2 separate regions of the Ovis aries genome follow, and region 1 is linked to region 2. A link is a contact called in public Hi-C data. All regions are on one chromosome and are shown on one strand. Each heading gives the region's core, a stretch centred on a gene start, on an enhancer-like site or on the middle of the called end of the contact. The rest is flanking DNA. Distances are from core to core; before and after follow the strand shown. Region 1 overlaps ST3GAL1 (ST3 beta-galactoside alpha-2,3-sialyltransferase 1). Region 2 holds the start of ST3GAL1 (ST3 beta-galactoside alpha-2,3-sialyltransferase 1).

What was found. A called contact is a pair of places that touch in the nucleus more often than the background predicts.
Region 1: a contact with region 2 is called in a Hi-C map of liver, with 2.0 times the contacts expected there. The contact joins the enhancer-like site here to the promoter of ST3GAL1 in region 2. A contact is called at or near these places in 3 of 16 Hi-C or Micro-C datasets (blood and liver).

What each region holds. Positions count from the first base shown.
Region 1 is chr9:21,007,108-21,012,097 of ARS-UI_Ramb_v3.0, reverse strand. It overlaps ST3GAL1 (ST3 beta-galactoside alpha-2,3-sialyltransferase 1), which reads right to left. Exons shown (of 9, transcript XM_060419995.1): 3 at 1-3,614. Among named protein-coding and RNA genes, the nearest start is that of ST3GAL1, 49 kb to the right of the region's middle. Within about 2 kb of position 1,892, at least 7 of the 54 cell types and tissues checked have an H3K27ac peak or open chromatin away from gene starts, as enhancers often do. A contact at or near this core is called in liver, where this site is marked.
Region 2 is chr9:20,958,055-20,963,057 of ARS-UI_Ramb_v3.0, reverse strand. It overlaps ST3GAL1 (ST3 beta-galactoside alpha-2,3-sialyltransferase 1), which reads right to left and starts at 2,848. Exons shown (of 9, transcript XM_060419995.1): 1 at 2,631-2,848. LOC132660282 (a long non-coding RNA gene) reads left to right here and starts at 3,131. Exons shown (of 2, transcript XR_009601705.1): 1 at 3,131-5,003.

The sequences.
Region 1 (4,990 bases), core at 643-3,142, 50 kb before region 2:
CTGAGGCAGGACAGCCAAGGTCGTGCCCTCTTCACTGGGCACCTCTTCACTGAGAGCTCCAGGTCTACAGAATCAAAGGGGCGCTGCTAGAAGGCTCTGTCCCTGGGCTGGGCTGCTGCCTGCCTTGGAGGCAAAGGCTTGTGGCATTTCAAGATCGCAGAGGATCACAGGGAGGATCAGGCCTCTCCACTTTTTCTTCCCCCCAGGTGCAGACACGAAGGCTCTAGGAGAGGATGTGACCTGTCCAAGGTGGTAAATGTGGTAGCAGCAGGGAGATTAGAAGCTGGTGTCCCTCACTCCCAAAGCATGTCCCTTCCGGCACACCCGGGCTGTGAGCTGCTCCGGAAGGAGCTAGACAAGCATCAGCACCAACAAGGACGCACAGGAAGCAAACGGAGCCCGGAGGGGACAGGGTCTGCTCAAGATCACAGCCCGCTAATGGCCAGGCCCCCGCCCCCACCCCCACCCCAGGCCTTGCTCCGTGCGCTGGAACCTCCTCTCCTGCGCTCAGCTTGAGGTCAGCAGTGCAGCCCCAGCCTACTTTCTTGCTCTGTTCCTGTGATTTTGGGGTCCAGGTTCCTGCCCTGCTTGGAAAGATGAGCTTGAACTAGTGCACCACAGCATGCTGAAAACGCAGTCCTGGTTCAAACATGCATTATGAGAATAAATGCAAAGCAAGAAGGTGAAACTATCTCAGGTGTCACCCAAGAGCATTGTGCACTGTGCTTCGTAGCTCAGCGGTGTCAGACTCAGGGACTGCAGCCCACCAGGCTCCTCTGTCCATGGGGAGTCTCCAGGCAAGCATACTGGAGTGGCTTGTCAAGCCCTCCTCCAGGGGATCTTCCCCACCCAGGGGTTGAACTCCTGTCCCTGCATGGCAGGCGGATTCTTTACTGACTGAGGCACTAGAGAAGCCACCCAGGAGTGAACTGTGCAAAGAAGATGAAGGGATGAGACCAGCAATTTCTTGTTATAGTCACACCTTCCCTCGGCTCCAGTCAGTTCTGTCTGGTTTTTCTTACCATGCAACAGCTACTCCCTGCCACAGCCCTAGACACGTGGAGGTGGCGGATGGAGGGAATAATGGTGATGATCAGGAGCTGTGTTGCTGGGAAGGTGGGAAGGCAAACACCCAGACCATCAGATGCCAAGGGTGCGAGGTACAGTAAGCACATGCCCTGCCCCAGGGCCTTTGCACATGCTCTTCCCTCCACCTAGACTGTCTTAGGGTGGAGCCCACAGGGCTCGCTCCCTCACTGCAAGCATGCTTCTGCCCAGCCGCTCTCCTTGGAGAGGCCTTTTCCGATCACCCTAAGACAGGATCGCTCTAGGGATCACTCCTGTCACTAGCCCTTTTGTTCAGCTGCATTTTCCCTCACAGCCTTAATCGCAGAAGGACACCCCATTGCATCCGAGTTCCTTCTTTGTCTATCTGTCTCCCCACCAACCAGGGGGGCAGGAACTTCACCAGCGTCCCTCACTGCTGCGTCGATCTCGCTGAGAACCACACTGGGGCCTCAACCTGTCCGTGTGGACTGACAGCAGGGTGAGAGGTGGTCCAAGCTCAGGGAGCAGAGGTGCATTCTGGTGTGTGCACAGTGTGAGTGAGGGGTCTCGGTCACTTCCCAGCCTCGGTGTCCTCACATGGCGAATGGGACGATTCCAATGACAACTCAGTCGGCCTGACCCGTGAAGGGGTGGGAGCAGGTGCCCTCTGATCCCTAGACCTTGTGTCTGGAGGTTTCCGGTCCTCGTTAAGCTCTGCTGGTCCCCGCCCAAGCAGATCGGCCATCCTCAGGGAGAGGAAGTCAGAGCCCAGCCTACACTTCCTTTGGTTTTTGCAAAAGCAGCAAACCCCAAAATACTACAAAACCGCACTGTGTATTTGTACGGCACTCAGAGGTGTGGTCTGCAGGTGTGAGAGCTGCCTGCTGAGTCCCTCTGTGGCTGGAATACGATGTAGGTACACTGCCTGTGCGGAGGCCCCTGGCCCACTGTGGGGCCCACGGCTCTGGTCTGAGCCTCTGACTGACCTCCCTGGAGTGGGGAGATGGCCTCTGTCGGTCACGGGAGGCTCATCCCTGAACCCACGTGTGCATCTGGCTCTGGGGCTGTCTTGATCAGGGTACAGTGTTGTTTTGATCATACGCCACATCTCCCTCACTCCTCTGTCCCCATGGCTCTTCCTTGTCAACCCAGGAATCTGCAAGAGCATCATCAAAGGCTCACCAATGCCGCAGCTGAGAAATCACAGCCGGGGGTCAGTCTTAGCTGTACTTGGTCCATAACCCACTGTACAGATGGACAAACTGAGGCCCCCATGAAGAGGAGGGACTTAGTAAAGTCCACACTGGGTGATGTGGCAGAACCAGGCTTAGAACCAGCTTTCCAGACTTCCGGACAAGCACATCAATTGTGGTTTTCATGTTTTCTTTAAACGGAATCTCACCCAGGCAGAAACGAGCTACTGAAACTCAGCTTTTCTGGGTCACATGGCTCGGGGTGGGGGACCCCTGGCCCAGCTGCTGGGCCTCCTCATTACCACTAAGGGGGTTCAAAAACCAAAACCGTTAGTAGACCACACCCAAGGTCCACACTGGTGGCCTATGAACATCACACCCACTTCCTCTCCAACTCCAGGGGTTTTCTTTGAGGAGTTTGGAGACCAAATCAGGTAGTTTGCATAAGGCCATGCTACTAAATGGGGCTTGTTCATATTCAAAGGGTTCTCAAAGATGAGTTCCAGGAAATCTTCTGAAAAGGCAGAGACTGGTTTCAAGGATGAGAAAGAGGAGATGGAAGAGAAGAGACGTGAGAAGCAGGAGGACCGACGCAAAGTGGGTGTAGTCAGAGCCAAGGCGAGGCTGCAGGGGGATGGCTGGGGGACAGCATCAGTACCCTGTGGGAGCCCAGTCAGATGCGGGGGGAGGAACAGGGGGCTCCAGCCTGCACTCACCGCCCTGCCCTCCGTCCCACCATGGAATCCTACTTTTGGAATCACACAAAAAAGGACCCACTCATCTTCAAAACAGTCTATGGATACAGTCCGCACATAGGGTATCTGATCTTTACAATAAGGGGGTATAACACATTTCTTATTTGTATCTGTTGGAAATGTTGATGAACTTGTGTGTCTTAGACACTCAGTCCTGTCTGACCCTTTGTGACCCCATGGAAACTGTAGCTCCCTAGGTTCCTCTGTCCATGGGATTCTCCAGGCAAGAATACTGGAGATACTGATGTATTTGAACGTGGCAAAAAGTGGAAGTAGTTAACCAGGACAGTTCAGTGATTAGACACACACACCACTACCTGAACACTGTACAACCAAGTAGGGTCAGAAAGGTTTGCCTTCTCAATGCCCTGTAGGCATGGAGAGCCTGCTCTGTCCTGGATGCTGCAGGAAGCACAGGAAGAAATGAAAGTCACCAAGGCACAGATCTCCCACACTCAGGTGGAAGAGGACGATCCAACAGCGCAAGGCACAGAAAACAAGGCAATTAAGAGCACAGATTCTGGCGTCAGAGAGCTGGGCTCAAAGTCCAACTCTGCCACTTACTGGCTGTGTGATCTCGGGGGAGTCCCTTAACCTCTCTGAGCCTCTGTTTCTTCATCTGAAAAATGGCCAAGAGAGAGAAAAAAAAAAAAAAAAAAAAAAAAACGAAACTCAGTCTTACAGAGAGGGCGTGAAGATCTAAGGAGAGAGCCTGCCTCGTGCTCAGCTCAGACACAGAGTGAATGCTGAGCGCTGAGAAGCGATAGAGACGTGGAGGGCAGAGGGGACAGCAGTCACCTTCAGAGTCCCGGGGGTGGGGGGAGTCGGGGGACCTGAGGGTGCAGGCTTCCTGTTCCACACCGAACATGAAAGCTCCACGCTGCCTGATTGCTAAGCTGGCTTCCTGCTCTAGAGGGAAGACAGGAGGGCGGGCTCGGACCCAGCGACCACTGTGCGCCCTGCACTGAGTTTAAGACACTCCACACGTGGGTTAACCTACAGCTTCCTGTGGGACAGAGGAGGAGACCGAGGATCGTCAGGCAAAGCCTGTGGGGTCGAAGCCCTTCTCTACCCAGAGGACAGACAGGTGGCACTTGTGGGTGAACTGGTGGCAAGTCCCAGATCACGCGTGGAGGCGGGGGACGGGGTCTGATTCCGGAACATTCTAACTGGCAACAGACTGCTGGGTGTTTTGGGAAGCGAGAGAGAGCTTGAATCTGAGAAATCAGGAGGCATCATTGCTATTTAGCTGCTTTTCCTAAACATGGGGGAGCAGGGAGGGCCCTCCCTAAATAACAACAACACCCTATGGTGTTATTATTATTACACATAAGCCTGCGGGCTTGTAGCAGCTCCAGCCTCATGCTCCACCAGCTCCCGTCACCTGTGAGGTGTGCAAAGTGCTGTCCCTCCTGGGGGTGGGGGTGAAAAGTCAAACCCCCGGGGCCACTTTCTCTCCCCGTGGCCTGAGCTCGCTGACCTCTGCCCATCAATAATGGATGACCTGTGCACGGTAGTGTCTGCACGGCAGTCGCCCCGGCCGGCATGAGGGAGTCACCGCCTAGGGTGGGGCCAGCCTACCTCCTACTCTCCATGGAAACCATATGAAAGAAGAACTTTTTTTCATTGAAGCCCTAGAGGTAAAGAATCCTCCTGCCAACGCAGGAAGCATAAGAGATGCGGTTTCGAACCCTGGGTCAGGAAGACCCCCTGGAGAAAGAAACGGCAACCCACTCCAGTATTCTTGCCTGGAGAATCCCATGGACTAGAGGAGCCTGGTGCGTTACAGTCCATGGGGCTGCAAAGGCCTGGACATGATTGAAGCGACTTAGTACACGCACATAGTTGATTTACAGGGTTGATACTGGGGGTGAGGTAAGCCCCACCTCTCGGGGTTGGTAGGAGAGGTAGATTTTGAGATCGTACCCTTAAAGCTTCCAGAACCATTTGTGGCATGTAGTAGGGACGTTAAGAAAGGAGAAACCAGTACCTCTT
Region 2 (5,003 bases), core at 1,599-4,098:
AATGTGCACCCCCTAGAAAGAAATTCCTCTGCCCAACACTTTCTGTTTTTTTCTCTTTTTTTCATTCTAAGCCCAGTGTTCCAGGGGAGTGCTGGTCCCGCCACCAACGGAGGAGGGAAGTCAAGGCAAGACTCTGCTGGGGCCCAGGCCCTAGCCTTGCCGGGGAGGCAGACCTGGGGAGGCAGACCTGGAGAGCAAATGCAGGCCTTGCAAAACACAGGACGGCATATTCCCACCCACGTGGGATTCTTCAAAGCAGGGGACGGCTCCCCCCCTACTTATTCTGTTATTTATTCCACAAAATAAATTTTTCATAGGATGAAATTCCTTTCATGTCCAGACTTGAGGTCAAGGCATATGAATATATATACACAAAAATAGTGTGTAAACATATGTATGTATATATACTTATACACACACATTCACATAATTCATATAATATTTAGTCTAACATATTTGGAAGGTAATAGCCATGACCTCATTTTACCCCCCACTTGGCACAAGATCGGGACATGTTAAAGTGGGGGATTCGGGTTAGTCTCTTCAGCTACCCGCAGGATTGCAGAAAAAGGCCAGGCCATGTTTGGGGGCAGTAAGGAAGGTGCTAGAAGGTGCAGGCAGCAACTCCTGGCACCGAGTCTCCAGCGCCCCTTCCCATCCCTGCAGCCAAGCGGCAGTTTCCATAGTGGTCGGCAGGGGGCAGTGCACTTTGCCTTTTCTGAACCTGAGGAACGCAGTCGCTCAGCTCCCCAGGGACACACACACACACCCACACACACACACACACACACCCACACACACACACACACACAAACTGATGGCTGCGCCTGCATCTTCTAAGAATAGCCCATCTTTGAGCCCAGCGCACAGTAGGTGCGCAAAATACGTCTAGAAGTCAAAAGCTCTGGACAGGGCAGATGGATGCGAATTCAATAATAGTAAATGTGGGGAGAAAGAGGGAAGAGACACCGTGGCCTCCGCCAGCGCCTTCCCAGAAAGGGACCTTTTCACACCTTTCGCACCTACTGTGTGCCGGACGCGACAGCTGGACCACCCAGTCCCCAGCGGACCTCATTTTCCTTTCCCAGCTGGCGAATACCGCTCGCCCAACACACACAGCCGCAGAGCGGGAGTGGGTGCTCACTGTCTCCCCGGGGAACCATCTCGGCGCAAATCCACGTGGCGTGGGATCCAGGAAGGGGATGGGCCGGGAGAGGCGAGGGGTTCCCGGAGGTGGGCACGTGAAAGCCAGGCGGATGCCCCATGCGGGGCCGCAGCCAGGAGGTCACTGCCCTCAGGGTCAAGGCTATCTCCCTCTGCGGGACACGCAGAGCCCGCGAGACGCAGTGACCCGCCCAGCCCCCAGCCACGCGCACACTTGCGAGCGGACTCTCGTCCCCTCGTCCAGCGCCCCCACCGAGCTCCACGCTCTGTAGGCTCTGTCCGCGATCCTCGCGTACGAAGGAGGTGGGACTTGGGTCTCTGGCGGACAAGCAGAGCCCAAAAGATCCCAACACCCTTCCCGGGAGACCAGGCCACGGGATAGAGCGTAGGCGCCCTGGGGCATAACTGCGCCCCGCTAGGGAGCAGCCTCAGTACCCATCTCAAGTTCAGCCGCGCTGCCTCCCGCAAGGTCAAGCTCAAACACACTCTCGCTTAGTGAAAGAAGGAGCTCAAAGTTGCGCCACCGTCCCGATTTCGAACAAGGCTGTGCCCCCATCTGGGCACTCTGCCCCAATGGCACTGCTGCCCGCTCCCGCGCCCCCCGGCGGAGCTGCTCCTGCCCCGCGCAGGTCACACACCCCAGACGCAGACAAGTTGCTAACTTTCGTCAGATTATTTCGCGGCAGCTGTGGCGCCTAACGGGATCCCGGGCAGACTCCGTTTCGAGTTGCCGCGGGCACCACCCCCGTCAAGCTCCCCTTCGCCCACCTCAGTCCCTCCCTGTTCAACACGCCACGTCCAGCTGGCCTGCCCCGGTTGCCAACCTCTCCACCGTATCCGGAGCAACGCGGGCCTGCGGTGTCCCCGGGGGCGAAGGCCACCTCCCGGATCCGCGCCTGCTCGCAGCGGATTTGGACGCTCGACTGGGATCACTGGGCTGCCTCCGCGCGCCCCCGCACCCCGGATTCCGCTCTAAAGGGTCGCACGGCCCCGTCTCCTCGTGGGGTCTTAGCCCACAGGCGACCCCGCGGGGCATTTCGCTTTTGGCGGCCCCAATCGGCGGGATGCCAGCTCCGCGCGCCGAGTGCAATGTCACTGGGGCCACCCCGGGGACCGCTGCCCCAGACCCGGCGTAGGCTCCCTAGAGCTCCCAGCAGCTCTTTTTGAAACGGCTGTATACCCTTGAGCCCGACCCTCCGCTCCGACCTCCTTGCTCTCCCAAAGACCCCGACGACGCCGCTGCTAAGGAGGGGGGCTCCCTGCGTGTGCCCTCCTCCCTCCCGGCGCCGGGGTCCTCAGTCCACTTCCACGCCCCTGTCACACACTCCCAGATCCTTCCCCATCGCCTCTGTCCCCGGGTCCGGACCATCACCCCCTCCACTCGGAGAACACACACGAGACTGCCCGAGCCCCAACTCGGGTGGATGGAGCCCCCCGCGCACCCTCGGCTCCGCGCGCTCACTCACCGCGGCCGGAGACACGCGGAAGTTTCCGGGGCTCTGGGGCTAGGGGTGGGTACGGGACGAGGAGATCCGGAGGAGAATAAAAACGGGGGTGTCCCGAACACCCGGCCCGTTCCCTGCTCACATCGCCCCTGCCTGCTCTCTCTCCGCCTGCTCTTCCTCCCGGTCCTCCTCGTCCTCCTCGCTCTGGTCTTTGTCTTTGCAAAGTGTCGAAACTGTCTGGCATAGTGGAGCTCCGCCGGCGGAGGCTGGAGCCGGGGGAGCGGGGAGGCGGGCTGAGCAGGGGGGCGGTCTCGGGAACACCTTCCCCCGGGTGGAATGGGAGGGGGAGGCAGGCGGGCCGGCCGGGGAGGGGCCGGGGCCGGGAGCCGGGAGCCGGGGCGCGCCGGAGCCGAGCGGGTGCCTCTTGCGCGCGCCGCCCTCCCCTTCCTCCGCCCAGAGCCCGCCCCTCGCGGCCCCGCGCTCCCCCGGCGGCCGCCCCACCTCCCACCCGGCCTCGGCTCAGCTTTCCCCGGGCTCCGGGCTGCCGGCGAGCCGAACCGAGAGCGCCGAGCCACGTGGACTGCAGCCGGGTCGGCGGAGGCCCGGCGGGGGAGACGCTGGAGGCGCGGGGAACGGATCGCCGCCCAGAGCGGGGCTCTGCGGGGACGGCCGCCGCCGGCGGGCTGGCAAGGCTGGGGAGGCGCGGCCTGGGGGGGTGGCCCGCGGGCTAAAACCCGCGGAGGAGGCGGCGGTGCTCCGAAGAGCCCGCGTGGGTGCGCGGTAGCGGGAAGGGGCCGATCCCCCTGCCGGCGGTGGGGCCAAGCCACCTACTTCCTCTAAGGGCGCGCGAGTCGCGGGGGGACTGAGAGCGGGGGTGGAGGGAGCGGGGCTGGGCGGCTGGTGAGGCCCCGGGGCGGGCGCCCAGATGAGAGCCCGGAGGGGCCACCGCGGCCCGGCTTCCCGCCCTGGCCCTGCTGCCCGCTGCGGCTTCTTCCCTCCCACCCGCCGGGGCTGCGACGTGATCCAGAGCAGGGCGCGCCAGCCCGACTGCCAGGACAGGCCCCCTTTCGGGGTCAGCTTTGCGGATTTGGGCCCTTCCTCCCGGGGATTTTCCAGGCAAGAGTACTGGAGTGGGGTGCCATCGCCTTCTCCGTCCTTTATAGGAAAGTGGGGCGGTGCTGGCGTCTTGCTCTGTAGCAGAATGCCAGTCCTACAGGCTAAGTGCTGGACACAGGATTTAAGAGGCATTACCACAAAAAAAAAAAAAAAAAAAATCTAGTTTTACAGCTCTTAACTCCTTATTGGGGCTTTTCCTCTTTCACAACTTTTTGGAGAAATGCTACGAGGAAAACGGCCCAGCTTGGCCTAAGGGGTCAGTCAATTCTTGCAGTGCCCCTGGCCCCAGTCGGAGAGGCCAGCCTTCTGCAATGGAAGGCGAAAGAACAGTCTTAGCTCTTCATCAGAAAGAGATGTAGTGGATGCTCCAGAGTAGGGCCCGTAGGACCAGACTTCTTGGTTCCAATCTGCAGTGCCACTCCTTGGATGTGTGAAATTAGGCTAGTTTCAGAATCCCTAAGCTTGCTACCTCTGTGCCTCAGTTTCTCCATCTGTGAAAATGGGCATAATGCGATCAGTCCCACAAAGTCACTGTGATGACTAAGGGAATGCATATATGCCCAATACTAAAAACTCTATACAGCATATTAATAAGTGCCCAGTAAGAGTGTGTTGTGCCAGTGGTGGACTTCTCCAGCCCCAGGTCCCTGCCCACAGCTGGGGAAGGGCTGGCCTAGGGAATGCGTTGCTCGCATTGGTCAAGTCCTTCTGGGACATGAAGGAGAAAAGGAGAGAGATTTTGAGCTGCAGAAAAGATAATGATTAAACAGGGCAGGGGAGAAACTGAGAAGATTCTCTGCTAGAAAGGGAAGGAAAAGAGGAATAAAGATGTACAAAGGGCAAGAGAGGCACTGGAGGTAGAGGATCCGAAACAGAAAGCATACATACGAATCTGCAGGAGTTCTTCAAGGAGTCCTGCCAAACTGCACCAGGGCACTGCCATCTGGCTATGTTTCCTGGCCTCCAGGGTTTGCAAGAAAAGTTTGGGGTATTTTATCACCTGAGGCCTCTTGCTTGAACCTATTGGCTTTTGGTTCAGTTCTGGGTGGGGTGTGGCGGGGGTGGAGGTGAACCTTCTGGCCTGCAAGGAAGCATCTTGTGGGCTTAGCTCTTCCTGAGATGAGTGCTCTTGGCATTCCCCAAAATGCTTTCTCGTACGGGATGAGGGGAGCAGAGGTGTTGCCTAGAACAGCAACATCAGCTGCTGTTCTCGGCAGTGGCAGCATCTTTGGGTCACAGGAACCTTCTCACATGGACCTCTGGGACTTAGCAACTGGG